Regions from separate parts of the Mus musculus genome. Here regions 1, 2, 3, 4, 6 and 7 are each linked to region 5. A link is a contact called in public HiChIP or PLAC-seq and promoter capture Hi-C data. All regions are on one chromosome and are shown on one strand. Each heading gives the region's core, a stretch centred on a gene start, on an enhancer-like site or on the middle of the called end of the contact. The rest is flanking DNA. Distances are from core to core; before and after follow the strand shown. Region 1 holds the start of St6galnac6 (ST6 (alpha-N-acetyl-neuraminyl-2,3-beta-galactosyl-1,3)-N-acetylgalactosaminide alpha-2,6-sialyltransferase 6). Region 2 holds the start of Fam102a (family with sequence similarity 102, member A). Region 3 overlaps Ralgps1 (Ral GEF with PH domain and SH3 binding motif 1). Region 4 holds the start of 1110008P14Rik (RIKEN cDNA 1110008P14 gene). Region 5 holds the start of Niban2 (niban apoptosis regulator 2). Region 6 holds the start of Angptl2 (angiopoietin-like 2). Region 7 holds the start of Ralgps1 (Ral GEF with PH domain and SH3 binding motif 1).

Region 1 (2,940 bases), core at 218-2,717, 270 kb before region 5:
AAAGAAAGAAAGAAAGAAAGAAAGAAAGAAAGAAAACCAAATCAAACCAAACAAACAAACTTTCCATTCTCCTGTTAGTAGATATCTGGACTATTTCTACTCTTGTGTTTCAAACTGTCCAGCTGTGACCTTCACTGTGTACATCTGCAGGACCTAATAGGTACCTAGGGTGGGGAATGGAAAGTTTTACTATGATGTTTTCCTAAGTAATTACAAAACAGAACTCTTTAAACATGCTTTCTCTTCCTAAATCTCCCCATCACCCTCTCAGGCATGCACGTTAACCCTCGTTCCCAGCCTCTTAGAACACTATGGGTAGGCAGTCTTTGTTTATGTAACCAGCTTTCTAACAGGCTACATATGCACATCCCTGTGTCCATACATGCACATCCCTGGATGTCTGGAGGCCAAAGGTCAGCCTCCAATGTTCTTTCCTTGACCTGGGAGGCCCAGAAAGGGTAAGCTAGCTGGAGGGGTCTCCTGTTCTTCCCACCCCCAGAATGGGGATTACAAACACGTGACGTCGCTGGGCGGGGGTAGCACACGGCTTTAATCCCACCACTTGGGGAGGCAGAGGGATCTCTGTGAGTTCAATGCCAGCTTGGTCTAGAGAGCAAGTTTCAGGACAGCCAGGGCTACACCAAGAAACCCTGTTTCGAAAGACAGAAGCAGAACACGGCATCGAGTCTGACATATTGACTATCTCCCTAGCCCTCAGGTTGCATTTTTCTTTAATTTTTCATTTTATTTTATGTGTATGGATGTTTTGCTTCCACATGTCTGTGTACCACATATATGTGCAGTACCCATGGATGCCAGAAGAGGGCGACAGATCCTCCTAGGACTGTGCTGGGAGTGGACCCCAGGTCCTCTAGAAGAGTTGCCAGTATTTGTAACTGCTGAGCCATCCAGTTGGTTGGGTCCAGATTGCTTCCTTTTAGTCACATAAAATAGTGCAACGAATATTTGAGGGTAGGATGAAGAGAGTTGAGCCAAGATCTCTCCATGTACCCCTGGCCGGCCCGGTACTCACTATGTCTATCAGGCTGGCCTTGAACTTGCAACAGTCTTCCGCCCTCTTCTATCTCCTAAGTAGGGTGCAGGCCTCTAAGCTACCAGGCCCATCAAAAGCTACGTTTTCAAACGTTGCTCTCTCCATTTTCCGGAGATAAGGAGATGAAGTACCAAGCTGCCTAGGGGATGGTTACTGGGTCTCTACGAGGGGGAGTCCAGGTAATTAATAACCAGAGTTCGAACCCAGTGATCTCCGCGTTTCGGATTCCCCATCCGAGGTCCTGGTGTCCATTTGGAGAGAGAGAAATGGATGAGATTTGGGATGGGGCGCGGGGCACGAGGGTGCTGTGGGAGAGCGTCTCTCCTCTCTGGCACCTCCCTGGGGCGGGGCCATCCGCAGCCTGAGGCTCCGCCCTCTCGCTCGGCCCTAACGGGACTGCGAGCGCCGGCGCTAGGACCCGGCGGGCTGGAGCTGCGGCGGGGCCTGGGCGGCCAGAGCGGCGCGGACCCCGGTTCTCGGCTCCCGGCGCCATGTGACGGGGTGCGGGGGCCGCGGGGGGCCGGGCGCTCCCCGGCGGAGGTGAGCCGGTGCTGCGCGGGGGCGGGCAGCAGAGCGGGAGGGGGCTTGTGCTTGCGCCTCGGCAGTGGGGAGCCGCTGATAAGGGGGGAGCCCCAGGGCTCCCCGAGACCCACTCTGCTTGCTAACTGCACCCCGAGATCTAGCGGGATTCTTTGGGCCTCTCGTGTTGGAGATGGGGCGACCCTGCCGCGGCCCCGCACCCCTCCCCTGCAGAGCCGGGGTCAGGATAGGATGCTTGACCCTAGGGTGCAGCGGCAGAAGATGGGGAGCGGGGCTGAGCCTCTCACGAGGCACTCGGGGGTACCCTGCTCCCGTCACCTGGAGAAGCCCCAGAGCGAGCTCAGGGTGCGGCCCTCACCCTCAGCCCAGAGCTCAGCCTCCGCAGGTCCAGCCTTGGAGCTGAGTCTAGGCTTCTGGGCTGCCACCTCCCCAGCGGAGTCAGCAGCTCCCCACCAGGCCTGGCCACTCCGAGCCGAACTAGATGTCTGGCGCACGCACAGGCTACAAGGGGACCCTCCCGGGAGACCCTTTCAGGCTCCGCCCTGTAAACAAACACTACAAGATTCCCCCCTCCCCCGCTTGCTCCTGCTCCCTGCGAGGCGCGTTGCCTCTCTGATCCCTCAGTCTCCTCATCTGTGAAATGGGGAGCAAGAGCACCTACCAGGCGTTGCCTTGAAAAGTGTGTAGGCAGGCGATGCTTTGCGTAGCTCCGGAGCATGTTTCGTAATATAAGGGAAGTCCCCGGCTTGGGGTCAAGAGGGGGAGGATTGTTTCTGGGACAGGCTTGTGCAGGGGCGGGCATTGAACGGAGTAACCCGAAGGCTTAGGATTTCTGATATAGTACTTTCAAGCCTTCGGCTCTCCTTTTCACAAATGCATGCATCTTTCCAGTCGCCCCAGGAGTTACCAGTTCTTATTCCCATTTCACAGATGAGGAAACTGAGGCTCAGAGAGGTCACATGGCTTGCTCGAGGCCCCCCAGCCAGTAAGTGTGGACCCGACATTCGCACTGGCACCTGATACGCTGTTCTGACCATGGCGTTCTCAGAGCAGGACCGTGACGGGCCTGACCGGGGGAACCGTAGTCCTGGCTGAGGGCACTGCTCAGGCAAAGGTGGGAAAGTGGGGCGTGGGCCTGGGACCTGGAGTGCTCCAAGTGTCTGGAGCACGGGGCATGCGCAAGACAGGGTAGTAAGACGGTGGTCTGTCTGGGAGCTGTGGCCAGACCCAGGGGAGCTTTGAATGCTGGAGGTGTCAGGGTTAATGGGGGCGACTCTAGGATTCTGGCCTCCTGTCTTCTGACCTAACGGTTTGAGTCCACGGACAAGCCACGCCTCCCTTCCATT
Region 2 (2,779 bases), core at 109-2,608, 340 kb before region 5:
ACTGCGTTTTCCACATTATGGGACAATTATGAGGAGCAGAGATTGCCACCCATGCTTCTGAAATGTAAGCTCAGGAAGTCTTCATGCACATGTCCAAACATGATATCATGCATGGTATCAAACATGATGTCCGGCAGAGAATTTACATCTCAAATGCCAATCAGCCCAACTCTCTTTAATTTTCCACAGGGAAGTCCAGCAGACCTTAACTTATCTCCTGCCCGGATCAAAAACGGCCTTTCACTCACCCATTTCCCCATTTTCTTTCCTCCAAGTTATCTGATGCCAGAACAATCAAGTCACTATCTAGCTCAAAAAACCAGGAGATGCCTCCTTCTTTGCTCTGGTCTACAAGACTGGGCCAGATTCTAGCCTGATCTGCTGTTCTCTCAAATTAGAATTCATCCAGGGATACTCCACAAACTTTTTGAGTACCATGCTGCCGGGCCAGCAGGCCTCTAGTGACTGCCACTGCCTGTACCCCGATGCTTGGCCGGCTTTGTGTCAGAATCCTTTGAACTTCCGTTCCAATCCGAAAGCACACGCCTCCTCTGACCTCCCTACTTGAGTTCTTCAGCAGACTCTCAGATCCAGTCTTTCCACTGGGTGCCTGCCTGACTCAGGACAGAGTTCCTAAACACTGGCGGCCTGGATAAAAAGAATCATAAAATGCCGATAGTTTGGAGAGTACGAGGTCCCCAAGGTGTCCTTTGCCATAACTATCGGGAAACTTTAAACAAAAGCCTTAGATAACAGCCTGGAACCAGGCAGGCCGAGTCACAAGGTTGCCGGGCTCCAATGGATCTTCAAGAGCGGCAAAGCCAGGACAGATGCTTGTCATTTTTAGAGGCGAGCAAGACCTGCATAGGTCTTGAGACACCTCTGCGATTGTTTTCCTGAGAACAGGGGTGCTACCTCCTCAGCCTGCTTCATTGCTCACTGAGCTCAGGTCTTGGCGGGATCCGGGCAGGCCGTTCTAGCCCTAGTTTCCAGATTGTTTCCCCTAGTCATTGTTTCTCCTTTTCTTGGGCTCGCGCTCTCCTCCCGTTCTTTCCAGTGCCGGCCCCCACACCCCGCGACCTCCCACCGCCTCTCCGCACCCCCCCCCACCGCGCTTCTCAAGGAGGCGGGTCCAGCCCCGCGAGCGCTCCAATCCGAGCGCCCTCAACTGGCCCTGCCTCCGCGAGCCCCGCCCCACGCCACCGCCAGCCAATAGAAATTCGTGTTCGTACAGTCGGCCTGTCCAATCGCAGGTTGGCTGTGAGCCTCGCGCGCCCCGCCCCTGCTGCTCTCGGCCGCGGCTCCGCGGGCGGTCGCGCCGGGGCTTCGGCATTCTCCGAGCAGCGCCGAGCTGCGTCGGGCTCAGCCGGCTGCGTCCGGAGGTGCGGGCGACGGCGCCGCTGTGCTCCAGCGGTGCTAACCGAGGCAGAAGCCATCCGGCCGGGTCGGAAGGCGCCTGAGACTCGGGCAGGGCAGGAGCGGCGTAGGTCCCAGGACTGAGCGGGAGGCGGACCGGCACACGTTCCCGGCCCGGCAGAGCCTCCCGAAGCGGTCCCTGCAGAGCCGGGTCGGTCGCCGAGGTGGCTTCCGCTTCCCGGGGCCTCACCTGCGCAGGCCGCGGTGCGCCAGGTGCGGAGGCGTGTGCGTCGCCTGGGCACCTCCCACGGCAGCCAGCGGGGCGGAGGCGGGGCCGCCGCCCGGGTCTCCAGCGGTTCGCCCGGCCGTCTCCGTCAGTCTCACCGGTCCGCCGGGCCCCGCGGATCGGGATGCTGCTGCTCGCTTGCGAGCCGCCCTCCACGCCAGCCCCCGCTGCCGGGGCCGCACCTCGCTGTTTACATGTCAGTGGAGCCCGGGTTCCCCGAGGGTGAGAGCAGCCGGCTCACTGGACCTGGGGCTCCGAACTCAGATCCTCTCCTGCCCGCAGCCTCCGCCGCCATCTGGACTGGATCCAGCTCTGGTGTTTTTGAGGAGGGGGGTGTGGTGTCGGGAAAGGAATCCTGGGGTTTTCTAGTATCCCCTTCTTTTTTTCTTTTTTCTTTTCTTTTTCTTTTTGGCCCTGCGGGCTTCAGACTCAGGGAACTTGCTCATGGCTTTTTTGATGAAGAAGAAGAAATTTAAATTTCAAACCACTTTCACCTTGGAGGAGCTGACTGCGGTCCCCTTCGTGAACGGGGTCCTCTTTTGCAAGGTCCGGCTGCTGGATGGCGGGGATTTTGTCAGCTTGTCGTCCAGGTAGGCATTGAGGTTTTCGCGTTTGCAGGGGAGGGTGGGGAGTGCTGATGAGTGAGATCTAGCCACTTGGCAAATGTGGAAGACTCAGCTAGGGACGGATGGGCAAGGGGCCCGCCTGGGGAAAGATTTGCTCTAAGCAGGACTTAGGTCTGAGTGAGCTGGCAGAGCGCCTGGCATTTGTCTGCAGGTGACCAGCCAGAAACCTTTTAGGGCCCTGCGTGCACTCTTCAAGTCACCCGTTTTACAGATTTGTATGGAGAGAGCTGACTGAGATTTTCACTTTAAGGGATTAAGTAAGGGTGTCTCAGGCCACCTTGCCACCAAGCTGGCTCCTGTGGCTGTCATACGATTGAGAGATTGGGCCAGCCAGGGCTCTCTGGCTCTCTCCCCTTGGCTGGGAAAGCCCAGTTCCAGGCACTCCCTGGATTTGATTGCGGGAGGTGGCTGGATTTTGGGTTGCCCAGCCCCCTCTTGAGTGACTGCCCTCCACTGGCTAAAGCTGGACTGCTTTGCAATGCAAATGTCCTTGCCAGGAGACTGCCTTCCC
Region 3 (3,027 bases), core at 513-3,012, 480 kb after region 5:
GAAGGCAGGTCCCAGGGGACAGGGAGATGAGTGGGATTACAGTACATGATGTGAAATTTACAAAGAACCAATAAAAAGTTTTAAAAAAGAAAGAGGATATGAGATAATGGTTAGATCATACTGTTCCCACATGGCCCCTCCCATTTCTAGGCACTCCACTGCCCCTGTGTCTGAAACAAACTCTACCCACTGCCCTATAGGACTCAGTCAGATGTGAGAACATGCAGAGTTTGCTCAGAAGGCAGCTGTGGGTAACTAAAGCTCTTAGGATAGGGCTGTGGGTGATGCCTGAGTGACCCTCTTCTGGATATCTTGGAAGGGTGGCCAAGAATGCGGCCACGCTGTGACCCAATCCAGTAATGAAGATGACACATGGTCCATCACCTATTTAATGGGTGCTGTAGGAAGTCTAGATGCAGTGTCAGCCTGGAGATGGACACACAGTAGGGACATTTACAGGAGGGTTGCCAAAGGAAGAAGTGGCCTTTCAAATAAGGCACCACACCAAGAATGGATGAGGGAAAGCGGCAACCCTCTCTGCCAAGGCTTTGCTCATAGCTGTGTGCAGGGTATCTTCTCCCCTGTTCACAACAGGCTACCCATGTGGGATAAGCTGGTAACCTGTGACCTCACTAGGGACATAGATCAGCCCAAAATGCCCTGGGGTTGGCAAGGCTGGGAAACTTCTTCCAGCTTGCAGGCAAGTGGGTGGCTACTACACCTCTCAAGAAACAGTGCTAGTGAGACAGACAGCAGACAGCAGAGAGGAGCCCATATGCAGAGCCAGGCTGACCTGGGCTAACCCACTCCACTGCTTGCTTGCTATACGCTTTCTAAGAAATCCACAGCTGAGTCCACGTCCCTTTATGCCCCACATGGTAAACCAAAAGAGCTTTCCAGCATCCTCCTTGGGAACCAACCCCACACAGGTGGCTATGTTTTAGGGAACACACCTACATGCTACATCAATTGCCCTTCCACTCCTCAGGATCAGGGCTGACAGGAGATGAAGCTAATACAAGAACCTGGAAATGCTGTCCTGACACGGCCTTTAATATTTTAGTGGCTGTTCCTAACCAAACAGAATCTTGACACTTCAGGAAACACTCTGCCTCTTCCCATACTCTTTCCTTAAACTCGGGGATGGGCACAGAGAGGTGGAAGCTGGGAGCCAGAGCAGAGCCCACGTTGGTTTCAGTGCAGTAAGTTATAAGCAGCTACTGTGTGAGAGACACTGGGTAAGACACAGCTGCCTTCAAGGAGATTCGAGCGTCTAGCCAAGAAGGTAAGGCAGAGCAGACTAAAAGATACAGATGCAAAGCATGGCAGGATGCAGAGTGTAGCCAGGATCATGAGAAGAGGCTCAACAAGCATCGTGAGTATTAAAGGAAAGAGCGTCCATAAACTAGGGTGGAAGGAGTGGGAGGGAATGGCCAGCACACCTACAGTGCCTAGAAGGCAACAGTCATGCCTGCACATCCTTGGCTCCCTCACCCCCAGCACTTCAGAGCCACCCAAAACTTACATGGTGATCTGAGCTCTGGCCACGGGTTTATGGCTGAGGCAGCTCAGGGTAAAGAAAGGAGCTGACCTGGACATGAGAACTCTCTGTGGTGAGTACACACATCCGACGGAGCGTGAAGACCAGTGTCTGAGTAGATAGCAACAGGAACAAAAGAGCAACAGCTGTCAGAGTGGCCACAAGTGTGGACCAGGAGGGAACAGACAAATGGGGAAGGAAACTCTCAAAAGGAGAACCAGAGGAAACCCAACCACAGCTTGATCTGGGACAGAGGAGCCTGTGCCAATCACACTCTGTCACCATAAGACAACACCAGAGGTGACAGATTTACAAAGAGAAAATATTTGGCTCATAGTACTTCAGTCCAAATAAAGCGAAGGCAGAATGTCACCAAGGGTCCATCAAATTAGGGCTAGGAGGCAAAGCTAGGAAGAAAGCAAAACCGAGGCTCCCATAAGGCTCACTGCAGGAGAGTAGCTCACTTGTCCCCCTCAGCTCTTTTTCAAGCAGCCCTACCTCCCAACTTCCCACCTCAGAGTAGGACCTATGGCTGAAAGGCATGATGACCTAGGGCCTGGGGTCCATCCCAAGCTCTCAGGCTAGCAACCCTGGGCCAGCCTCTCCACACCCACGCTTTGCTCCCCTGACAGCACCCCCCTCTCTCCCATCTACAAGAGCAGGCAACACAGACTCTGGGCACCAGCCTACTTCTCTACCAGCTACCATGGCCCTCCCTACTCCTCCCTCCCAGCAAACGCCACCCGACCACTGAGGTGGCACTGACAGGTCCTCAGAATCTCCTCCTGACTAAGGCTAGAAACATGAGGCCCTTTACCTCAAGTCAGCTGACAGGGCTCACAGCCCCTCATCTAAACCACTTTCTCTAGCCTTGGCATTCCCTTAGCCCCTTGGCCTCTATGAAGTCTGTGTCCTCGGTTCACTGACTGCTCCGTGGAAATCAGAAGTCCAACTGCCAACTTCTCCCTAGCTTCCCACTACTCTGCTGTCCCATGGTCATGCACACTAGCATACTAAGGACGCCCACCCTGATGAACACCACAGACCCCTCCTTAACCCTACTTACACACTGGCTACTCCACACAGCAGGCCTCCAAACAGGCAGAACGACCCTTCTGTTATGACTCTAGCCTTGGTGCACCTAACTTCTTCATCATCTGCTATGACCAGTTTATATTTTTTCAAAGATTTATGACTTATTATTATATTTAAGTCACTGTAGCTGTCTTCAGACACACCAGAAGAGGGTGTCAGATCTCATTGCAGATGGTTGTGAGCCTCCATGTGGTTGCTGGGATTTGAACTCAGGTCCTTCAGAAAAGCAGTCAGTGCTCCTAACCACTGAGCCATCTCTCCAGCCCCCAGTTTATATTTTTTAAAAGCACTTTTTTTTATGAGATATTTTCTTTATTTACATTTCAAATGTTGTCCCCTTTCCTAGTTTCCCCTCCAAAAACCTCCTATCCCCTCCTCCCTCCCCCTGTTTA
Region 4 (3,077 bases), core at 457-2,956, 490 kb before region 5:
CCCATGACTCAGAAACACTCAGCTGCCAACTTGGGAACAAAGGGAAGTAGTTGGTGGATTTAAGGAAGAGGTCCAGGGAAGGCGACTGGGGCATGAGTGTAAATGTGCTGCCTCTTGGCAATGGTTCTCATGACCCCGAAAGGGTGTCCTTCACAGAGGCTAGAGCCTCTGAAGGCTGCTAGATCTTAAAGTCCATCTTCATGGCATTTGGTGACAGAGCCAAAACTCAGACTTGGAGGTCACAGATCTGAGTGCCAGATCTGCTCTAGCCCAGCCACTCCTTAGAATGGGGTAGGAGACTCTGAGGGTTCCAGCACACTGAGAGCTCAGTCGGGGTCTGGCCACGGCAGGTACTTAGTGGACTTAGTGATTCATCCTTGCATGCCGTGGGAGGCTAGCAGAAGGGCCAGGAGAGGTCTGCAGGTTCCACCTATGTCCAGGGTACTTCCTAGCTAATGTCCTGGGACAGCCTCCTCCCCACCATCTCAGTGTCACTCAGAGTTACGCCACCTCCTCACTAAATTCCCTTATGTTCACCATGGCTGCCAGCAGTCACTGTTCCCCAACACTAGTGTCCCACCGCCTACCTCCAGGTGGATGGCAACCTTTATTAAAGAGCAGAACCCAGGTGCTGAAAATATTCTGAGTCTGTTGTGACAATGGCTATGCTGTGAATATATGAAACTGCAGAACTGTACATTTTAAATGGTACAACCTACAGTGTGACCTACAGCTTAATAAAGTTTTTATAACAAAGCAAAAGCATACCCCATCCTTATTGCACAGTAAAGTCCTGCCTGCCCTCTAGGTAAGGCACCACACCAGACTTGACTACACTCAGACAAAACAAAACAAAAACAAAAACCCGCTTTCAGAAGGAAATTGTACTCTGGAGTCTCACCATTTCTATCCCATTTCCCCTTAAATCCCACTACACCTCAATACAGAAGACACCAATGTGCCCAATATTGCTGATGGGAAAACTGAGGTTCCCAAACGTGCAAAAACAGTATGTGGGCTGATGAGTCCCCTGAGGTCCTTCTGCAGTGCTGTGCACCCAAACACAGTACTCAATAAGCAGGTCACACCAGCAAAACCAGGTGGCTGGGGTGCTGACTCAGCATAGTGGGGCGCCCACCCGGCCAACACCTCCTGCAGAGCCATGCAGGACCCGCCCCCTCTTCAGCGAGGAAAGTGTCTGAAGCAAATCCCAAACCCACAAGCGTCTCTGAAGCTGCCTCAGTTTCCCTATGCGACAGCAGGGCTGGTTAGCGATAGTTCTCCAGCACTGCAGCGCTCCGTTCGCTATTGCTCGCCATCGCCTCCGAGGTGGCTGTGGGGACAACTCCAGAGCCACTCAGGCAGAGTGAGACATCTCCTTAGTCCCTCCCACGCCCCACATCCCCGCCCGATTCCAGACCCTCGGACAGTACTCCCGGCAATGCAAAGGTCGCCTCAGCAACACCAACCCACCCCAGGTCACCTGCTTCCCCGAAGCTGTCATTCTCTCCTTCCGTGCCCGCATCCACCGGCATGCCTAGGTCCCCGTTGGGGCCCGACATTGCGGGCTCGGGCGCCGCAGAGGCCACGCGAAGATGGAACTTGGCGATCGTCGCGCGGAAAGCCGGCGCTGGGCGGAAGGTGCGAGCAGCTGGTTGAGCACCGGGCCGGAAGCGTGGAACGCAGCGGCGCACCGGGGCCCGCCCTGAGCCCCGCCCAAAGCCCAGCCCGTAGGCCCCCGCGCAACCACGCCCTTAAGCTCCGCCCCCTCCTTGCTTGGGCGCTCTATCGCGCTCACAAACATGGCTCCGCCCCGTCCCCTCTCGGGCTCCTCCTCCTCTCGCTTCCGAGCCCCGCCCCTCTCCCGGCCGCAGTGACCCGCTGTCAGCGGAGCAAGGTCGGGCAGTGGAGACCCTGGCCCGCTAGTGCTTGGGATGTGTTTGAGGCTCCATCCTGCTGCTTCCGCCCCTCTACGCGTTCGGAATCAGCACCTCTCCTCCCCAGTCACCAGGAATCAGCCTTCTTCCCATCTCCCCTTGATGCAGCCGAGATGATCCACAACCCCTGTCCTATCTTAGCCAATCTTGGCCTCATCTCTTCTCTTAGGACTCTCAACGGCTACACTTTTCGGGTGAGACCAGATTCCAGCCCAGGACAGTAGATGTGAAGCCAATCGGTTTGATTCACGCCAATAAATATGACATGGGCTGGAAAAGGAATGGGAAGTGTGTGTCAGGTTCCCAGTACAGAAAAGGAAGGCTTAGTGTACTTTGCTGTAGGTGCTCCTGGGGGCCGTGGAAGGTGGCGCTCCATCATGGAAGGCTTCATGATACAGACCTCCAGTGGTCACATCCCCTGACTCCATGCCCACTGGGAGGGGAAAAGAAACCTGTACAGAGTCAACATCCAATTGTGGATTGAACCCAGAGGAGCAATCCGGGATCCAGCTCTGTGTCAGGGTGGTGTCTCAGGAACTCTCAGAGACCACCATGGCATCATGGCACAGTGACTATTCCAGAGTGCAGCCTGGTCTCAGCATACAGGCTTTAGTAAAGCTGGGTGAGGAAAAGAGGATTCTTCCTCAAATCCCAGAAGGAGCACAGCCCTGTGGACACCATGAAACTACTGCAAGCGTGGGCATCTGGAACTGGAAGAGAGTACACGTGAGCTTCTGCAACTGGTATATGCTGCAACTTGTTACAGTGCCAGTGGGAAGCTCATGTCTGCATTAGCCAGGAAGAGGGAAGAAAGCCCTGTCTGTGCCAGGAGAGTTTGAAGAGCTCAACAGCAGCAAGAGGCTATGGGAAGCTGACTTCCTTGGTCCAACAGAAGAAACTGGATCTAGGCTAGAAAGATAGCTCAGCAATTAAGAGCACACAGTGCGCTGAGACCCAGTTCAATTTCCAGCATCCACATCAGCAGTTCATCCTCACCTGTAGTACCGGTTCCGGGAAAATCCATTTGTCTCTGGCCTCCTCAGGCACTTAACATATGTGCGTATACTTATATGCAGACAGACAGGGAAAAAAACAATAAATAAATAAGCAAAACTGGAAAGTTGGCTCGGCAGTTAGGAG
Region 5 (2,737 bases), core at 54-2,553:
TTTGTTTATATGTACATGTGTTTTCCTGCATGAATTTATTCACCCCAGGTGAGTATAGTAGCTTGTAGAGGCAGAAGTAGTAGTCAGATACCCGGGAAATGTAGTTATAGGCATTTGTGAACTGCCTGATGTGGGTGCCAGGAAAGGACCGGAGTGCTCTTGCAAGAGTAGTAAGAGCTCTTACCGCTAAGCTAAGCCGTCTCGCCAGCCCCACAGCCTCAGATCTGTCCTCCCTACTGCATGCACCCCTACACTTAAGCACAGCATCTTGCAGGAGGCTTAGCAAATGAGTGTTCACCACAGTGGCTGACTGCTGATGGAAAGCATGACAGAGAGTCTGCATCACCTGGTGTGGTGGTGACAGGCCTACAAGACAGGTGCCTAGTTATAGGTAACTGTTACAATCCTGCTGCCAGGTGTCAGGGTTACAGGGAGAGCAGCTAATAACTGGTGGAGCGCATTATAGTGGTGAGCCAAGAGGTGTGAGGGAGCAGCAACACAGCCAGCCCTGGTCACACAGGCAGTGCAGACCAAGTCATCAAATTAGTCTCCTCTACCGGCTTGGGAGGTCCAGAAACCGAAACACCTTCTGTTAGTTACCTACCCATGCCCAGCCCTACTGTACAAGTACCCAGAGTCCGAGGTCCCGGCTTTTCATTTCAGACAGTCTAACAAAGTGCAAAAATAGCCTTCCTGCTTTGCTCTGTTCAGCAAGCCTCCTTCGAATGAAACGCCCACGAGCCGGGCCTGAGGAATGACCTCTTGATGATATCTTTGAGCTCTAACCATGTCCCCCCGCACCCCCCGCCCCATCTCTTCCCCTCCCTTGTCCCTCAGTCTTCCACCCCATACTTGTCCATTTTCCCTCCCCGTCTACCCCTATCTATTGTGCAAGACGGGTTGGCACACCTTCTAGGACAGGTCCGATCAAGGCTAGGGGACTTCCCCAGTGCAAGCAGCTGTGGGCGAGACTGGGGGAAGGGGGCAGGAGGAATGCTGAATTCCCACACGTCCGTCCCGGCGTCCCCTTGTAGTCCCTACATTGTCCTCGGCTTGAGGAGGGGAGAGGAGACGCTTAGGCTACAGCCCCAAGGGCTCTCCGTTTTCTGCGATACCCCCATCAGCCTTTTCTTCGCTGCTATCTGAATTTGAAGCACACCAAGCAGGTCCGTCCCGGGTCTCCTTTCTGGGGATCTTCTCTTTGTCTAAGTCTCCTCGCTGTCTGGAGGTCCCCTCCCGCCTTGGACTGGAGAGGAGGGCGTGGCTCCGACAGGGGCGTGGCCTGGCCTGGCCTGGCGGGGCGGGGCGGGGCGGGCGCCGGGGCTTGGGCGCGGGCTAGAGAGGCAGCAGCGGCCGGAGGGAGGGACGCGGTGGGGATCTCGGTGGGAGCGCAGAGAGAGCAGCCGAGGCGGCAGCGGGGCTGCGGGGCGACGGCGGCAGCGGGGCCTGCGGACTCCATGGCGCCAGCGGCGTCAGTCTGAGTAGCGGCGGGCGGATCCGGCCGCGTCTTCTCCTCGCCATGGGAGACGTACTGTCCACACACCTGGATGACGCACGGCGCCAGCACATCGCAGGTGAGCACCGCTCAGCGCCCGGCCGGCCTGGGGCTCCCCGGGCACCCCGGGCCACGCCTCCGATCTCATGGGGAGCGGTACTCGAGAGTCAAGGCCCAGGTCGGGACGAGAGCCGGCCAGACCCTTACTCTTCCTCCGAACTTGTTCTCTCTCGGTCTGGACGGCCCTTCCAGGCCCTTCTGTATGCTCCTTTCACCCTTTGAGGAGCCTGGGATCCCATTTCTCTACTGGATCCCACTGCTCCCCTTGGAGCCCAGCCTGGCCAGAACCATGCACTTACAGGCGTGGCGGAGGGGTCGCGCCCCCCATCTTTCCCAACAACGTTCCAAGCCTAACCTCTACTCTGGACTCTGCCCCACAGAGTCAGACCTTCCAGACTCCCCCCTCAGCTGCCTTGTTCCTCCTCGCCCTGGCCTCAGTCCGGGTACACGTGGCTGAAGCTTACAGGGGGATGGGCCCTTAGAGAGCCGGGGACCGAATGTGGAGAGTGGGGCTAAGGAGAGATGGGGTGCCCTTGAAGGGGCGGGTCCCTGTCTTTGGGCTTTACCTCAGCAGAGTGCTGGCACTACAGCCTAGGGGGTCTGTTTATGGCCAGAGCTGGTTCTCTCAGAGCCAGAGTTCAGTCTCTCAGTACCTCTCAGTACCTTCCTTCTGCCAGCCTTGCTCTCAGCCTGTCACTGCGCGGTGGACACTTCTCTAGAGGGAGTTGCTCCCAAGTCTGTGGAGTGCAGGATCCTGGGCTCATTGTAGGGAGTGGGAGATGGGGTGAGAATCTCAGGCTATCCCAAAACAAAGCTTGGCTGACCACAGGCAAGTCAGGCCTGGCGGTCCTGAATGTAATTTCAGCTTCTCTCCCAAGTGTGTGATCCTGAGCCAGTCTCTTTTGTTTTGGTTTTCCCAGCCAGGGTCTCACCATGTAGTTGTGGCTGTAGACCTGGCTGGCTTCGAATTCGTAGAGAGCCACTTGCCTCTGCCTTCCAAGTGCTGGGATTAAAGGCCTGGGGCACCACTGCCCTGCTTGAGCCAGTCACAATGTCCAAGAGCTTCGGTGTTGCCTTCCTAAGGGGCGGGTGTTGACTTCTTGGGATGGCTGCTGAGAGCTTAGTGAGCTTTGCTTAGTACAGGAGGCCCTGAGACCTGGCGTGCCAACCAGCTGGGTTTAT
Region 6 (2,897 bases), core at 250-2,749, 340 kb after region 5:
GTCTGAGCCATCCTATGGAATTGGGCTTAGAGATTTCATCCGGCAGCTGGCCCTGGCTGCTGCATCTCCCTGTAAGATTCACCCTCAGCACGCAGCAGTTTTCTCCCAGCCCAACTGTTTGCTGTCAGAGGACGGGGGCTTTGGCTAATAGTAGCATCTTCATAAACACATCCTAGAAATGCGAGGAAGATAAGTGAAAGGGGACAGCCTCTCAATGTGCTGTATGACCACGCTGCGGAATATGGTGACTCACTTCCAAATAAGTGGTGTTCAGCCACAGGACCCGGACCAGGTCCTAGGCAGAAAGCAGAGCGGTGCTCATCACTCCCTGGTAGAAAAAGACTTCCTGCCCAGCCCAGATCAGCTCTCTGGCTAATGGTGTCCCTTAAGGTCTGTAGTTTCTTCTAGGAACAGAAGAAATTGACAGAAGAGGGAAGGGGCTAAGTAGGCTGAGGAGAAGCAGAAAAAATAATTTGTTTCCTGAATAAAAGGTGGCAGTCTCAGGAGAGGGAGCCACAGTGGGTCTGTCTCCTTAGAGATCAGGAAAATATCCCATGTTGACTTGCTGTAAGAGAGGGCCACTAAAGTTTCCTCTTAGTTCGTACCTAAATGTTACCACCACCACTAACACTTTTCAAAGAAGAGACATCACTAATATCAAGCAGTGGGTGAGCCTGTGCATGGGACTTGGGGTCTCCCCCTCTCTACACCCCTGCAGGATGCCAGTGGCCTTCTACTGCCAGCTCAACAGACCTGATGCATCTGAAGGATGTGGCCTAGGCACCAAGGCCCTGTCCTTCTCTACTCGGAGCCACCAGTCTTAGCGCTCACTCCACTCTCTTGACCATTCACAACTGACAGCTCCCAGGGACTCTACCACGTGTTCACCCAAGTCACAGCTGAGAACTAAGGCTGGCAGGGTCACATAGCAGGGGCTTTGGATTTAAGTCCAGCCCACCTGCCCACCTGGCACACCGTCCTTGATCCTGTAACCGGACCTTCCCAGGTGACCTTGGTGAACCTGGCAGTGTTGCTGGAATGTGGCTCACTTATGCTGTAGAGAAGGAAGCTCAGGGAGTGGCAAACAGTCTTCCTCTAGTTTCCCAACCCAGTCATGGTACTTTCACTGTCCTACCCCACTGCCACATTAGCAGTGCCTTCTGCAGGGATGAAGTGGTTTGGAAAGAAGATGCTGAACACTTAGTAAGGCAATCCACAGAAAGAGTGAGCAGGGCTCCCTGGCCTCCCAAGCAGCTGCTTGCACAGCCGCAGCTGCTCAAGTCCGTTACCCGAGTCCAGTGGAAGCGCTTTGCCTACACAGGGCACCCCAGCAACGTCAGCCTTCAGGGAGTGGAGCAGGCTGGTGAGCCAGGAGCAGAGCTGGCCAGCCTTCCTGTGCCAAAGAAGGAGGGGGCCCCGCCCAGGCCGCCAAAGCAGGCAGGAGGGGCTGGGCCAGCTGGGGCTGGAGCTAGTGTGACATCACCAGGCGGCCCGCCCCTGTCTGGAGCTGAGGGGAGGCCCAGAGCTTTTCTGGGGCCTGGGGGATCCTCTTGCACTGGTGGGCGGAGAGAAGTGCCTGCAGCCAACCAGGGTCAGGCTGTGCTCACAGTTTCCTCTGGCGGCACGTAAAGGCTCCACAAAGGACCTGGGAGTTCAACTGAGGCTGCTGCTGTCGGCCTGGGGATGGACCCCAAGCCCTGAGTGGTGTTGTTGGACCCAGGACCTGCAAGAAGCATGCACTAAGGCAGCTGCGGACCACACTGTGAGGGAGAGCAGGTTGGGAGCAGCCCCGGTGACACCAGAGCCAGCCTCATCCCTAGGAGCTTCAGAGAGCATAGACTGCTGCCAGCTGAGGCCAGTGAGGCAGGGCTGCTCGGCGGCCAGTCCAGCCTGAGACTCGGGACCTCTCCTGGAGGCCACGGCCAGGCTGTGCTGCTGATGGCACCGTGAGGCATGTGAAGCGCTGCTCCAGGGCCAAGCAGGAGAGAAGAGGTAAGGGGTCAGCTCTCAACTGCAGCAGCCAGGGGAAGAGGGGCTTGAGACGGGCAACCCTGACTCCTCCAGCTTCCGTGTGCAGCTGGACCCCACAGGGGTCAAACCTTGCTTTTGCTCAGAGCTGAATCAAGCATCTGACCAGGCAGAGGACTGTGAATACTTGGGCAGGGTGGTGTAGAGGCACAAGCACACTGGGCTGGGATGTTGAGGACTTCATCGGTGAGCTCCACTCACCTCTTTCAGACAAAGAGCCTCTGGGGTGAGCCGGTTTGGCTGTCGGACACAGGCTGGTAGCCGGGTATGTGCATGTGTGTAGGTGCGGATTTGAAAGGGCAGCAGGCTGAGAGTCGCAGGGCAGTGTAGGACTGGGCAAGTTGTGTTCAAGCTCCGGACTCCTGCACACCCAGCCAGCTAGAGTTATGCTACAGCAGAAGCAGATGTAATGCGGACCTGAGGCAGTGGGGGCCTCAGTTCAGAAAGTGCCCTGGGCCAGGCAGCACGAGCTGCCAGCGTGCCAGGAGCAGAGGCGTCCTGTGCGGGACAGAACATGTCACCCACAAGTTTCTGTCGGTAGGACTGGGGCAAAGTGCTGCCCTGACTTTCCCTCTGCGCCCAAGGATACAGTAGATGGATCCCAGGTCTCCAGCCAGCAGGATGTGGCTGAGAGACTGTGGAGGACCTGCTTTCTGAACAGCCTAGTGAGGGGACACAGCAGGCGCCACATACAGAGTCAGTCCCTTGAAAGCAAGCGCTTCAGCATGAGATAACATTTCCAAACAGAAATTCTCTGCTGATCCCTCCCCTCTCCCTGTGACATCCGTGTCACGGGTCAGCTATTGCCTCTGCTGTGGGATTAGGAGAGTTCCCAGAGGCCAGTGTTGTTACTCAGAAAAAGATCCCTT
Region 7 (2,700 bases), core at 87-2,586, 500 kb after region 5:
GTGTCTGTCCCAGCTCCAAAGAGCCAAGTTCTCATTCCGCCTCTTCGCCCCCACCACGCTGCCTTTTCTATCTTTTTGAGACCAGCACTGTGAAGATCTGCATGAGCATCTGCTACCATGAGATCCAGAACCCTTCCGAGCATAGCATCAACGACTACTCTTGAAGAGCACACATTTTCCAACAGCTGATCAACCAATGAAACCTAACCACCCCGAAATCCAGCCAAGCTCCTTCAACAGCAACAGGGGAGTAAAACAAAAACAACAACAACAACAACAAAGGCAGTGTGCCCACTTAGGGCTCGGTTTGGCTCAGGAAAGCAGTCGGCCTATTAACCAGGGCAGCTGCGATCCTTGTACGACTCAGCAAAGACACAGGCTGCCCTGGCCTGCCCCTCCAAGAGACAACCATGGATGCCTCCAGAGCCTGCAGAAAACCCAAAGCCCCAAGACGGCGGCGGAGAGGGCAGCTTCTTCCTTCTCCAAAAAGGGTCCCACTCACCCTCAGGCTAGTCCTCACCTGCAGCCCTGCTTCCGGACCTGCCAATGATCCTCAGCCCCGCCCCCTGCCTCCCCCCGCCCCCGCCCCTACAGGGTTTCCCCAGCCCCGCCCACTGCACCTGTGCTTTTCCCTAGACTCTCCTTGCAGCCCCTCCCATTGCCACCCCATGCCCCGCCCCTCGCACCTGAGCCCTTTCCCCGCCGCTAACCTACACACAGGTTCCCTTTCTGGTCCCAGAGACCTGAGCTCCCTCCAGACCCCACGCCTCGCGCCCAGGCTCCGCCCCCAATCCATCAGGCCGCGGGACCCGCCTCCTGCACCTGCGCCCTTTCCCCCCCAACACCACCACCACCACCACCACCCCCCCCCCCCGCTCCGCCATCTCCCCGACAACCACACGCTGTCATTCGCGTCCCTGGGACCCGAGCTGGCCATGGTCCCGCCCCCCCCTCCAACCCCAAGCCGAGGTCCCACCCTCGAGCCGAGGCCCCGCCCCACCCCCTCCGGCCGGGGATCCCGCCCCGCCCGCCCCCATTCTCCCCCCCCCTCCGCCCCCCGCACCTGCAGCGGCTCGCGCCCAGGGCCCCGCCCCGCCAGCCGCTCCTCTCACCGCTGTAGTCCGGGCTGGTCACCTTGACGAGGGCCGCAGTGGCTGCCACCGCTTCTTCATGGTCTTGCGAGAGGCCCAGCGGCAGCGGCGCCTTCGTTCCGAGACCGGGGCCGGATTGAGGTTGAGCCAGGCGCAAGCTTGAAACGCGAGGCCGACGCGGGAGCCCAGCCGGTGCCCAGCCGCAGTAGGAACCGTCCACTCCTGGGCCTGAGCGGCGGCCGGCTCAGCCAATCGGCGCGCGGCACCATACCAGGGTTCTCCAACCAGCTTGCCGTAGGGGCGGAGACACGCAAATGAACCGGCTGGTTGCACCAGTGCGCAGCCGCTGCAGCAGCGGTCCCCGTTCCCCCCACCCCCCCACCCCCCACCCCACCAGCCGCGGCCTGCGCTTCGGTCTTGCAGACGCTCAGGCTTGCAAGGATGCTCTGCTGTTCTCGTCGGGCTCAGCCGCCCGCCACGCCCACCCCCTGCCTAGAAATAGACTCAGTCTACAAACATCCTTCCAGGCCTCACCCAGTGTCCTTCTTAAATTCCTACCTAGAGTTTATCGTTTTCAACAACAACATCAAAAAAAAAAAAAAAAAAAAAAAAAAAAAAAAAGGCTTTGTGAGCAAGACATCATCACCTTAGTCCCATTCTTCACAAACCTATCCCTAGGTTTCTTTATGTGATTCTAAATCTGTCAAATTGACAATCACAGTCAATCCAATAACACACTTCGAGGTCCTTGAGACTGACCCATGGTTTTCACAACAGGTAAAAGTTAGGCCTGAAGAGGGTCTTGCCCAAGACCATAGCGTTCAAAGCAGGGAGAATGGGCCTGGAAGCTGTCTCCCTGCACCCAGACCCTTTTATGGCTGGGCCAGGCAAACGCAGTGAGTAGAGCTTAAATCATCTGGCTTAAAGGCAGAGATACTAAGTTACAAAGACCGTGGAAGCCAGTGGGTGGCTGTGAATCCCTAAAGTCAGAACCACAGCAAAATTCTGTTACGCCTACAAGAGAAAGGAGGGTAGGATGCTCTTTGGACTTGTAGACAAGATCATTTTGATAACGTAATTTTTGCTGCTATGGCGTCGCTTATGGAAAGATTTAGATACTGCACTATTTAAAAGAAGAGGGAGAGGAAAACAAGAGAATCAGCAGAAATTAAACCACTTTAAGAGTGAGGTGAGGGAATAGGGGATCTCTGAGGCAAACGTCTGCTATTTTGCATGAAGAACACAGTGATGCCCGAAGGATAGTCTTAAACTGTTTCCCTTAGATAAAACAAGAGATGCATGGTGTGAGGATTCTTTTAGAAAATTTGGAATCCAGAGAGGCTGAGAGCTGAGCGCAAGCTTGAGGAAGCTTGGGTAGATGGCTATAAAGTTAGGAGTGATGGTCTAGCGTAAAGTGGAGTGCTCAGGACACGCATAAGAAAATGGACGTAGCCAGGCGGTGGTGGCGCTCGCCTTTAATCCCAGCACTTGGGAGACAGAGGCAGGCGGATTTCTGAGTTCGAGGCCAGCCTGGTCTACAAAGTGAGTTCCAGGATAGCCAGGGCTACACAGAGAAACCCTGTCTCGAAAAACCAAAAAAAAAAAAAAA

The links. Promoter capture Hi-C pulls out the DNA fragments that hold promoters and counts their contacts. HiChIP or PLAC-seq counts read pairs in DNA pulled down with a chosen protein or histone mark.
Region 1: a contact with region 5 is called in an H3K4me3 HiChIP or PLAC-seq map of embryonic stem cells, with 24 read pairs. The contact joins the promoter of St6galnac6 here to the promoter of Niban2 in region 5. A contact is called at or near these places in 3 of 39 promoter capture datasets (the 3T3-L1 cell line, liver and neural stem cells), 8 of 115 datasets of contacts at active chromatin or transcription factors (the 230-238 cell line, bone marrow-derived dendritic cells, bone marrow-derived macrophages and 4 more) and 3 of 9 other capture datasets (adipose tissue, liver and pancreatic islet).
Region 2: a contact with region 5 is called in a promoter capture Hi-C map of pre-B cells, with 2.2 times the contacts expected there. The contact joins the promoter of Fam102a here to the promoter of Niban2 in region 5. A contact is called at or near these places in 1 of 39 promoter capture datasets (pre-B cells) and 2 of 115 datasets of contacts at active chromatin or transcription factors (microglia and pancreatic cancer cells).
Region 3: a contact with region 5 is called in an H3K4me3 HiChIP or PLAC-seq map of embryonic stem cells, with 2.6 times the contacts expected there. The contact joins the enhancer-like site here to the promoter of Niban2 in region 5. A contact is called at or near these places in 2 of 484 Hi-C or Micro-C datasets (embryonic stem cells and pro-B cells), 3 of 115 datasets of contacts at active chromatin or transcription factors (embryonic stem cells, large pre-B cells and pro-B cells) and 1 of 9 other capture datasets (embryonic stem cells).
Region 4: a contact with region 5 is called in a FOXA1 HiChIP or PLAC-seq map of pancreatic cancer cells. The contact joins the promoter of 1110008P14Rik here to the promoter of Niban2 in region 5.
Region 6: a FOXA1 HiChIP or PLAC-seq map of pancreatic cancer cells shows a contact between it and region 5. The contact joins the promoter of Angptl2 here to the promoter of Niban2 in region 5. A contact is called at or near these places in 1 of 15 datasets of contacts at CTCF or cohesin (the NIH/3T3 cell line), 2 of 484 Hi-C or Micro-C datasets (embryonic stem cells and myocytes) and 2 of 115 datasets of contacts at active chromatin or transcription factors (extraembryonic endoderm stem cells and pancreatic cancer cells).
Region 7: a contact with region 5 is called in a FOXA1 HiChIP or PLAC-seq map of pancreatic cancer cells. The contact joins the promoter of Ralgps1 here to the promoter of Niban2 in region 5. A contact is called at or near these places in 3 of 39 promoter capture datasets (3T3-L1-derived adipocytes, hippocampal neurons and pre-B cells), 3 of 115 datasets of contacts at active chromatin or transcription factors (bone marrow-derived dendritic cells, pancreatic cancer cells and pro-B cells) and 1 of 9 other capture datasets (embryonic stem cells).

What each region holds. Positions count from the first base shown.
Region 1 is chr2:32,605,518-32,608,457 of GRCm38.p6, forward strand. St6galnac6 (ST6 (alpha-N-acetyl-neuraminyl-2,3-beta-galactosyl-1,3)-N-acetylgalactosaminide alpha-2,6-sialyltransferase 6) reads left to right here and starts at 1,468. Exons shown (of 7, transcript NM_016973.3): 1 at 1,468-1,594; 2 at 2,525-2,579. The coding sequence starts at 2,554. Gm52551 (a long non-coding RNA gene) reads right to left here and starts at 2,384. Exons shown (of 2, transcript XR_003954025.1): 1 at 2,256-2,384.
Region 2 is chr2:32,534,001-32,536,779 of GRCm38.p6, forward strand. Fam102a (family with sequence similarity 102, member A) reads left to right here and starts at 1,359. Exons shown (of 11, transcript NM_153560.4): 1 at 1,359-2,232. The coding sequence starts at 2,087.
Region 3 is chr2:33,351,924-33,354,950 of GRCm38.p6, forward strand. All of the region lies in intron 1 of Ralgps1 (Ral GEF with PH domain and SH3 binding motif 1), which reads right to left. Among named protein-coding and RNA genes, the nearest start is that of Ralgps1, 18 kb to the right of the region's middle. Within about 2 kb of position 1,763, at least 83 of the 459 cell types and tissues checked have an H3K27ac peak or open chromatin away from gene starts, as enhancers often do.
Region 4 is chr2:32,380,209-32,383,285 of GRCm38.p6, forward strand. It overlaps 1110008P14Rik (RIKEN cDNA 1110008P14 gene), which reads right to left and starts at 1,707. Exons shown (of 2, transcript NM_198001.2): 1 at 1,484-1,707. The coding sequence starts at 1,562.
Region 5 is chr2:32,874,831-32,877,567 of GRCm38.p6, forward strand. It overlaps Niban2 (niban apoptosis regulator 2), which reads left to right and starts at 1,304. Exons shown (of 14, transcript NM_146119.2): 1 at 1,304-1,574. The coding sequence starts at 1,520. All of the region lies in intron 2 of Gm13523 (a long non-coding RNA gene), which reads right to left.
Region 6 is chr2:33,214,462-33,217,358 of GRCm38.p6, forward strand. It overlaps Angptl2 (angiopoietin-like 2), which reads left to right and starts at 1,500. Exons shown (of 5, transcript NM_011923.4): 1 at 1,500-1,992. The region is part of intron 8 of Ralgps1 (Ral GEF with PH domain and SH3 binding motif 1); the gene reads right to left.
Region 7 is chr2:33,370,158-33,372,857 of GRCm38.p6, forward strand. Ralgps1 (Ral GEF with PH domain and SH3 binding motif 1) reads right to left here and starts at 1,337. Exons shown (of 20, transcript NM_175211.5): 1 at 1,113-1,337.